2 separate regions of the Arachis hypogaea genome follow, and region 1 is linked to region 2. A link is a contact called in public Hi-C data. All regions are on one chromosome and are shown on one strand. The core of a region is the stretch at or near the end of the contact, and the rest is flanking DNA. Distances in the headings are between cores, read along the strand shown. Region 1 overlaps LOC112770672 (succinate-semialdehyde dehydrogenase, mitochondrial). Region 2 holds the start of LOC112769082 (myb family transcription factor IPN2).

The links. Hi-C and Micro-C count contacts between places; a contact is called where the count stands out from the background.
Region 1: a Hi-C map of leaf shows a contact between it and region 2, with 2.0 times the contacts expected there. The contact joins the enhancer-like site here to the promoter of LOC112769082 in region 2. A contact is called at or near these places in 2 of 8 Hi-C or Micro-C datasets (both in leaf).

Annotation. Positions count from the first base shown.
Region 1 is chr18:99,303,474-99,308,600 of arahy.Tifrunner.gnm2.J5K5, forward strand. LOC112770672 (succinate-semialdehyde dehydrogenase, mitochondrial) reads right to left here. Exons shown (of 20, transcript XM_025815010.3): 20 at 4,176-4,433. The coding sequence ends at 4,395. Among protein-coding and RNA genes, the nearest start is that of LOC112770672, 14 kb to the right of the region's middle. Within about 2 kb of position 3,323, at least 2 of the 3 cell types and tissues checked have open chromatin away from gene starts, as enhancers often do.
Region 2 is chr18:98,663,601-98,668,220 of arahy.Tifrunner.gnm2.J5K5, forward strand. It overlaps LOC112769082 (myb family transcription factor IPN2), which reads right to left and starts at 2,465. Exons shown (of 6, transcript XM_025813488.3): 1 at 2,087-2,465; 2 at 1,597-1,673; 3 at 1,329-1,386; 4 at 1,092-1,158; 5 at 846-888; 6 at 1-489. The coding sequence starts at 2,264.

The DNA.
Region 1 (5,127 bases), core at 2,073-4,572, 640 kb after region 2:
TCATCATTCGAGCTTGGATCATCGGGAACAAGAGAAGGTACATGAAGAGGAGACTTAGGAGGTGAACTTGTCACAGTGGCTGTATTATCATCATTAGGAAAAAGATCAACACTAGGATTAGTAAAGAAAGGTGAATGGGTAGAAAGAATGGATTAAAAGGAAGAAAAACTCGAAAACACATGATGTTCCTAGAATACAACGTGACGAGATATGCGGATTCGGCGAGAGACATTATCCCAACAATGATAACCTTTATGTTCAGTTCCATAACTAAGGACACAACATAGGCGAGCACGGGGTTCAAGTTTAGTATGTTCATAGAGCTGAAGGAGAACAAAAATAAACACAACCAAAAACTCTAAGTGAACTATAGTCTGGTGAAGTATTATATAGACACTCAAAAGGAATGATGTTACCTAGAACAGAGGAAGGAAGAGGATTGATAACATGGACAACAGTGAGAACAACTTCAGTCCGAACACGTTCAGGACAAGAAGAGGAAAGAAGCATTGCACAAACAGAGTCAAGAATGTGACGATGTTTGCGTTTAACTCTACCATTTTTTGAGACATTCCAGGGCAAGAGAATTCAAACAAAGTGCCATGTGGAGCAAGGAAGTTCAAAAGTTTGGAGTCACGGTACTCCATTGCATTATCACGTCGAAAAACTTTAATGACTTTGGAAAATTGTGTTTTAATCATAGCAGCAAAATTGATGTAAATCTAAGGCAATTCATGCCCACTAGAAATTAAATAAACCCATGTAAAATGTGAATGACCATCAATAAATATAACAAAATATCAAACTTCCCCATAGAAATTGTGGGAGCAGGTTCCCAAACATCAGAGTGTATAAGATCAAAAGAAGAGCAAGCAAGAGATGAATTATTATGAAAGGATAAAGATGGTTGTTTTGTAGTTTGACAAGAAATGCAATCAAAAGACTCATTATTGATCGATCCTAATATTCCCTTAGACACGAGAGGACGTAATTTTTTTTAATGAACTATGAGCAAGACGACGATTCCATAAGTGAAGTGTGGATGGTGGAGAAACAGCACAAAGGTTTGTGGTAGAGGGAACATGAAAATTTCAAAGTTCAAACAGTCTTCCGACCTTACATCTGGTGCGGAATTCAAAGTCCACAACTGAACTAGAAAGTGCACCGGGTCATACCAAATAATACCTCAGGTGAGTGAGGGTCGATCACACGAGGATTGATGAATCAAGCAACAATGGTCAAATGAATCACTTAGTTGGGTATGCAGAAAATGGTGTTTTGAAGGTCAAACGCATTAAACAGAAATTTAAAAGTTCGGAAAGCAAAAAGTGAAATTGGTGTAAGAAATATGTGAAATGATAGTCAAGGTTTCGGAGTTGTTTACTCTTCCGGATTAAGATTTCTTACCAACTATTTTTAAGCATGCAAGATTCATTTCATGGCAAACTATAATTAACTAAACCCTAATTCCTTAGTGACTTAGTCTCCTCTAACCTAATCAACTGTCAATTCCTTGGTCACTTAATAAAGACTAGAGGATTAGGTTCAATTTTAGTTTATTAGCCACAAAAATCCTAATTACCCAAATATAAGAGGATTATATGTGGCGTATCCCATTAACTCCAAATAATTAGCAGTTTAGGAGAAATTTACTTTCAACCTAGTATTCAAGTGTGATAACTTTTCCAAGAATCAACAAGAATTCATGTAGAATGAGAATTATTTTCCAATATATTCAAATTCATGAGATGAAGAACGAAAGTAATCCTTAAAACTAAATCAATACGTTAATTAAAATAGAGTAGTAATTGTATCAATCCATGGAATAAACAGAGCTCCTAACCTTAACCAATGAGGTTTAGTTGCTCATGATTTAGAAAGAAAACTAAGGTTCCAAAGTGTGAAAGTGCGGAATGAGGTCTGAGAGAAGAGATCCCTTCCCCCCCCCCCTCCCCGCGAAGGGAATCTAACTTAATTTAGTTTTAAACTAAAATGAATTAATAATTACTAAATCCCAAAGATTGTATTTGGGAATAGAAATACTTAAAACAAAATAATATATAATAATTAGAAGTCAAATCCACTAAAGATGCTCCTTTGGTGAAGATTGATCCGCATTATTTGCGCTAAACACCAGGCTTGGCGTTTAGTGCCCAGGGAGCAGTAACTCCCATTTCGATTCTGACTTCCAATCGTTTCTCCCACCGCAACTTCAACTGGCGCGTCAGGACTCCGACGACAACGATCTTGGGTCCTTTGGACTCGGAATAGAGTAGCGAACACGATAGTTTGGTTGAAGTTGCTCAAAGACGTTAGGAAGGTAGCCAAAAATGAGTGAGAAAACGATGTGGTGAGAATGATGATGATAGTGCAGCAACTTCGGCGACAGTGATTCTAGCAGTGCATGACAGCGCATGTCATGTTAGATTTTGGTGGTGTTTTGTTCGTTCAACTCAGAACGACGTAGAGAAGCTTTTGGAAGGGCTGATGATATAATACAACAACAGAAGGTGATCGAAAAGAAAAGAAAAAGTTGCTGCTACAAACTGGAAAAATTGGCTCTAAATACAAGTTACAAACACATATTTAAAGGAACTGTGTTTTTCTGTATTACTTAATCTAATATACACATATTTATACTGATATTAACCTAATACACTTTACTTTCTAATCTTTTTTTTTTTTGGTGACTTAAAAGAAAATAAACAAACTTTACTTTCTAATCTAATCCACTAATACATACTCTAATAATAAATACTAAAGATTAAATTCTAAATTTTAAACTTTAAACTTAATTTTAATAGTATAAAAATAAAATATTAATCTAAAATGTTAGCTAAAATTAATCAAAATTATTAGCCTGCTAATCTTTCTCTAAAAAGAATCAATTCGAAAGACTGGTCTATTAACGGGAGATCGTCGTGGTTTAACCAATACGTGGAGCTTACTCAACGTTTCTTCTTTCTTAAACTTTTTGTTTTTCTCTTCCGTTTCTTTTAAGGAATAAGGATGTCATGGTCGACACTTGCAAGCAAGTGGCTACTTATCTCTTTAGCTTTTTATATTTGGATGAATCCAAGTTAATTTGATTGCTAGTTAAACAACTAACCAGATGGTGAACTAGAAGACAATTACTTATGTACACTTGTTTTCTTTTCTTTTTTTTCCCACCAAATAATTTAGGCACAAGTTTTAGCTTTTCTTGACCCGTAAAATGCGTTCAAGGTTTTTTTTTTTTTGGCAGGCCATATACAGTAGTATCATTAACTGCCAAAGCAAACTTAAAATGGTATCATTAGTCAAGACCAAAAAAAAAATGGTATCATTAGTCATTACAGAGCTATTTTCCTAATCACCCAGGGAGTCCTCTCCTTCCCCAGAACAATGACCAGCTTAAGGGATTCTATTTAGGAAATTTCTTTAGTAAAAAGAAGAAATGGGTACAAAATGAATATTTTTTTTATTGCTCACAGTATTCCCCAATCTAACAGACTAATAAATTACTATATATATAAAACAAAATTCAAATCCCCCACACTTATTTAATCAAACAAGTAACCACTTGACTAACTCAAATTGGTTAAAATAAATGTATTTTTTTACTAAATTTATAAATAGCATATGTATCGTATGTGATAAAATATTTTTAGTGAACCTTTTCTTAACTAAAAAATATAATCTTCGGTCCAATAAAATTCTAATTTAACTTCCTAAACCACCAATATTGACTTCTTTAACCAACAATTAACCAAATTCTAAACATTAAAGACTAAATTCTAAACTCTAACTATTAATTCTTGAATTCTAATAATATAGAAATAAAATAATTTAAAATATTGACTAATATTAATAAAAAATCCTAAACCTCTTAACATTTCTCATCATGAGTGATATTGCTACTTTTGTTTTTGATAATATCACTCCACACAATTTTTTTATTGTATATTTACATGAATTTGTTGAAAAAAAAAAGGTTATGTTATCAATAAAAATGACAATATCTATTCCCATTATAATACTGTACCAGAAAAGATATTCCTGGGAGTTGGATTCTTACGAACAATATTCTTATAAATTTAAAAGGAAAAAAAATTGCCAACCACCGAACCACGTGCCCCCAGACCTACTTGTAATATTCTAAAAGACATTAGGTAAAGAGACGGGAAAGACAAGAATGACGCCAAAGAAAATGAAGATTTACCAACCCAAATGTCCTTTCCAAGCCTGCACTTATTGAGTTATTTATACAGAACAACTATGCAGTTAGTTACACGCATTTACTGTAATAAAGAAATTACACGGTAAACCCTCCTTCAAAACCTCAAATCCACTTGAACTGCCGCTGAGCGCGGCTAAAGACCACAGCATTTATCTTGACAGTTGCCCGTTATAGTTTATTCTTTCTTCATGTTTCCCAGGCACACATACTTGATCTGGAGAAGTAGCAAGGAAAAATTTCAACTTCATACATAGGAGTAATAGTTTAGACTTTACCACATTCAGTAGAATTTCAATTGTTTTGATTCATGAAGCACTAACATCACAAGACGTAAATTCATCCATGTTTAACAAGGGTCTAATATCAGCACCAATTACAACACTCTTTAGGTTCTGAAAGCAGCAATAGGAATATAAGAAAATTAAAGTTTAAGGACTAATGGGTTTGTTCTTTCATTTTCATTATCAACTTGTATGTTTAATACTAATTACAAAAACACCATACTGTTTTATGCTTATAAAACAACAATGACAATTTTATTATTATTATTATTATTATTAACATATTTCATTCATAAAATTTTGAAAACATGTAACAAGATACAATATAGCACTTAATATTAAAAGGTAAAATATGCTTTTTGCCCCTAACGTCAAAAATACTTCTAACGTTTAATTTCATTCGATTTTATCCCTAACGTTTTCTATTTGCATCAAAATCACTCCCAAGCCTTAATTCCATCTAAAATGTTAGGGATAAAATTGAAAACGTCCAAGGGTAGTTTTGAAACAAATCGAAAACGTTAATGACAAATTTGAATGAACTTAAATGTTAGGGGTATTTTTGATAAAAGAATCGCAAACACCAGGGACAAAAAAATATACTTTACTCATTAATATTTAATAGTA
Region 2 (4,620 bases), core at 1,215-3,714:
ACCTTTGAACAAAGAATCATCACCAAGGCATGAAGAAGCTGTTCCCAAATCTTGAAGCCTAAGATCGTCACTCCAAATCAAAGGGCTTTTCCCAGTGTTGTTGCCACTACCATAAGGGTTTGGCCTCTTCTTGTTATTACTACTGTTATTGCTCCCACCAAGGCAAAGACCCTCATTGATTGGAAGGAATCCACTACCGTCAAGGGTTGGCTTCTCCAGGTTCTGGTGAAGGTCAATTTGGTCATTTCCGCCTCCGCCGCCGTAGATGTCAAGGTCTTGGAAAGATGTGAAGTTTAGAGGGGAACCATAGTCCTTCATGACACCCATGTCAGGGATTCCATGGGCTCCTCCTCCAATCCCCTTCATGTTCGTTGCCGCTGCCGCCACCGCCCCCATGTTCTCAGTTGCCAGGGTTTGATACGCCTTTTCCAATATGCTTTGCATGTATTTTCCTTGTGCCTCAATCCTTAGCTGAAGATGTTTTTGCACCTGCCATATATATATACGTCGACCTAAATCGCCATACTAGATATATGTAATACAAACCACCATTTTATCTTTTTAAAGAAAGAAATTATGTCTATCTCTTTTACAAAATGTCTTAATTTGCTAAACATGTATTCATTTTTTTTATAGAAGACTGATGTTATATGTAATTTAGCCTATAATCAAAATTATTAATTGAAGAAGAAAAAAAGAAATATATAAAAAGAAGAAGAAGAATAAAAATTTGATTAAACTTTTGGATACAAAAATAATTTATTTACCCGGTATTTTTCTTTAGAGAACCTATTTTATTTTTAAGACGTATTTATATATTTGAAAAAGGATTGGTTTGTGCTTACCTCAAGTTGTTCATGGAGTCTTCGCTGCACCTCTATTTGCATCCTAATCGCATCAACCATGTGTGAGTTACTGTTTCATAGTTTTTTTTAACACATACAAGAAAACCCGAATTCCCCAACTCAATACCCACAAAAAAAAAAGGAAAATTCTCTTCAAAAAAAAAAAAAAAAAAACTTGCTTTGCATGCTTGTGTTCAAACTTGAAACTTGAAGAGCATAATATATAGAAGCGTGAGTGATGCATACTCGTTCATGTTGCGGCCAATCATGGCAGAAGACGAGGCAGTGTTTCGTTGCAGTTCTATTGCCGAAGCTGATGAGAGTGCAAAAAGATTAAAGAGATTATCATCATGATGAAGTCTATAGAAGATCGCATCATATAATAAAATGTTCAAGAGAGCAAAAAAAAAAAAATAAATAAATAAATAAATAAATAAAATGGAAGAACCCTAGAAAGAAGATCGAGTGAGTCACCTCTCATACCATCCTTAATCGAGTGATCGTTGAATTCCTTGTGGGGCTGCTTACCGAGCCTAAATTTCTATATACGAAAATGCAAACAAACAAATAACAAAAAGTTAAAGGAAATTAGAAAGAGAGAGAGAGACATATATGTTATGACAAAATCTGAGGAACCGGGAGTATGTGTAGTTGTTTGTGTAACAACAAAAGTGTTGTGAACAAAAAGCAAAAGGAAAAAAGGATGTTAAAACTATATGATTTAATTCTTTAGTTTCTATTCAATTCAAACCTGAAGGTGGCTCTTGAGGTGGTAAAGTGTGAGACCCTTCACACCCATAACCCTCATGATGGTTTTAGGAGTCGCCTCTGCAAATTAAAATAAATAAAAAGACTATTTGTTAAAGATTGATATTATGCATACCCAAATAATATATACACATGTAATAATTAACATCTTCATATATCTTTAATTTAACTACTATTTTGTCTAGCTTGCGGAAAAACTCAACAAAAGTAGATGTTAGTGACGATCTTCGAAACCATATTGAAATATACCACTCTCTAATAGATCAGAGAGGAGTAAACAAATTGAAATCCAATACAACAGAACAAAGGAAGTTAAAGGTTACATATTTAGTTTTGCATTTTAGAATTATTTTTTCTTTTGAGAGCCGAGCGTTTAATTATCATCGAAAAAGGAAAAATCCATGATACCACGGGTACCCAGAAATTAAGAAGAAGAAGAAGAAGAAGAAGAGAGATGAGGAAGGGAATAGTACTGTCAGGGCCACCAAGCTGAGTAACAGCATCAACGAAACGTTCATGGAGTTCAACGGTCCAACGGAGGCGAGGTTTGGGGTCAGTGGTGAGAACGAGACCCGAGTCGCCTTGAACACACATGGGTCTGTCATGGGAATTCATAGTTGAGGGCTTCTTTGGAGGGAACATTCTTTCCATCTCTTACTTTCTCTCTTTCTTTCTCTCTCTCTCTCTCAAGAGATTCAAGAAGAACAAATGCGATATGCAGAATAGGGGAGAAGAGAATAGGGTGCGCTTTTGAAGAAGAGAGGAGAGAGGGCGGTGCTATCTGCTATGTATGTATATGGCTTTTCCCTTCTCAGCTATAAAGCTATTAGCATATGGCAACGGACCAGCTACGGTATCTTTCTTAAAACAACTCTCTCAATTAAACATCAAATTTTAGTAGTAATTAATCAATATAAATATAAATTATTTTGATTTATCATATATACAAATTTTGATAAGTATAAATATAAATTATATATTTTATGTATATAAATTCTTAAAAATATAAGTATAAATTATTCTTAACTAAGTATTAATTTAAAATAATAATAATTGTTGGTCTTGTAGTATTGTTGATAAATATCAAATAAATGTACACTTTTTGATGTGCTTAGACTTTTAAATTACAAGATTATTATTTGTTAAACTATTACAGTAATAGTAATTCTTTCTTCAATTACTACTACTTTGTCTATTTTTCTATCTCATCACTTATTTAGTTTACAAGTTGAATCTGCTAGTGTATGTTAACAAGGGTCGGGTATGGCTAAGAGAAAAAAGAGTAATGATAAGAAACTAATATTGTAAGAGCCAATTTTAGTTAATATTATACTAAATTGTTAAATAAATTCAGTATAAATTTTACTAATAAAAATGAATTTTTGTTGACTTTAAATTTTGAATATTTTTTAAGAGTTTTAGATTTTTTTAATTTTAATGTTAAATGTTGATTGTAATATTATTTGTGTAATAGTAGTTTCTAAAACTTTATCAAGAAAAGAATAGTGCTGTATTTAACAACTGCGTCAGTATGATTCTTAAAGATAACAATATTGTTTCAACTTTATTTGGGTGTTTTTCTTATTTAATTAGTATAAGGACAATTCATGGTTTGTTTTTAATGGTGCCAATTTGATTGCTGTAACATTCAACTTCATGGGATAAAATTTTGTTGAAATTTTTATATTTTTGTATAATAATTCTGATGAAAAAAGTTGTTAAGTATCTTAATGGACTGGATCTACCAAATTGTTGAAAGAACGTGTTGATGGTATTTTTTTTTTTTTTCAAAATGTTGTTTGTACATATTAAATAAAACGAAGCATATAATCAAGTAAACACTTTTAAAATTTAAGGATAAAAATACAAAAAAGATGAGTAAGATCTGATTTGATATAAGTATGGTATAATTAGTGTCTACGGTACTAATTAACTTTTGAAGTGTGCAAATAATATTATTATTTGGTTTCTTTATAGAAAATTAAAAAAAAAAACACAAATAAAGCTAACCCTATTCTAACATGCAGACCATCCTTTGTCAAAAGAAACCTCGCTCCTTCTCTCTCTCTCTCTCTCTCTCTCTCTCTATATATATATATATATATATATATATATATTTCTTTCCGTCTCTCATTATCTCACATTCCTTCCTTGGATACTTTATTGAGCATGAATAGTTAATTACATTCTAAATAGAGATACCCTTTATTGTTAAAATATTGGGTATGCATAGATATATAGCTTTTTGGGGCCATCATGAGTGTGAGACCATCCAATGATGATGTTGGAAAAATATGGACTATGCAACATTTAATTAATTAATTTATTTCAGGTATAGTACAGTAGCCATAGTTAAATGTAATTGAACAATAATTTTTGCTTGATGTATTATGGACAACATAATCTCACATTTGGCTGTTTATGTGTTATGGCATAATGCATGGGGGCATTTCGTGGTACGACACCCTTTTTAGCATAATTATTAGTACGAACCTCGTCAATGACCTATCAGATACAATGGTAATAATAGAAAGCATTATTGACTTTATATGTGTCTCAATCATATGAGTATATATTTGGCAGAGTAGTGCTTCCTGATTATTTTAGGATTGGTCCTTACAATAATGAGCATATTATATATTGTTGGCGTATTATAAGATTCATAATAATCTCTATGGGCTCATTTTTTTATAGTGAAAGCTCATCGTTATCTATATGTTAGAGATATAATTTTATTTTTTTTATTAATTTAAATTTTTAAAATAAATAATTTTATGGCATAATATTAAAATTCTGTCTAAAAAAATAGTATAAAATAAATAAAAAAATCTATACAAAAATTAAACAAACTAAAAAAAAAAACCTCTTATTTCATAACACTATAATTAATATAAAAAAGTCAAAATATAAATTAAATCACCGGGTTATTCCGCTCAAATTACTTTCTCCGATCCAAAACAAATATCGATTTTCAAAAGTGGTTTTATTTAGTCCAAAATAATGATGA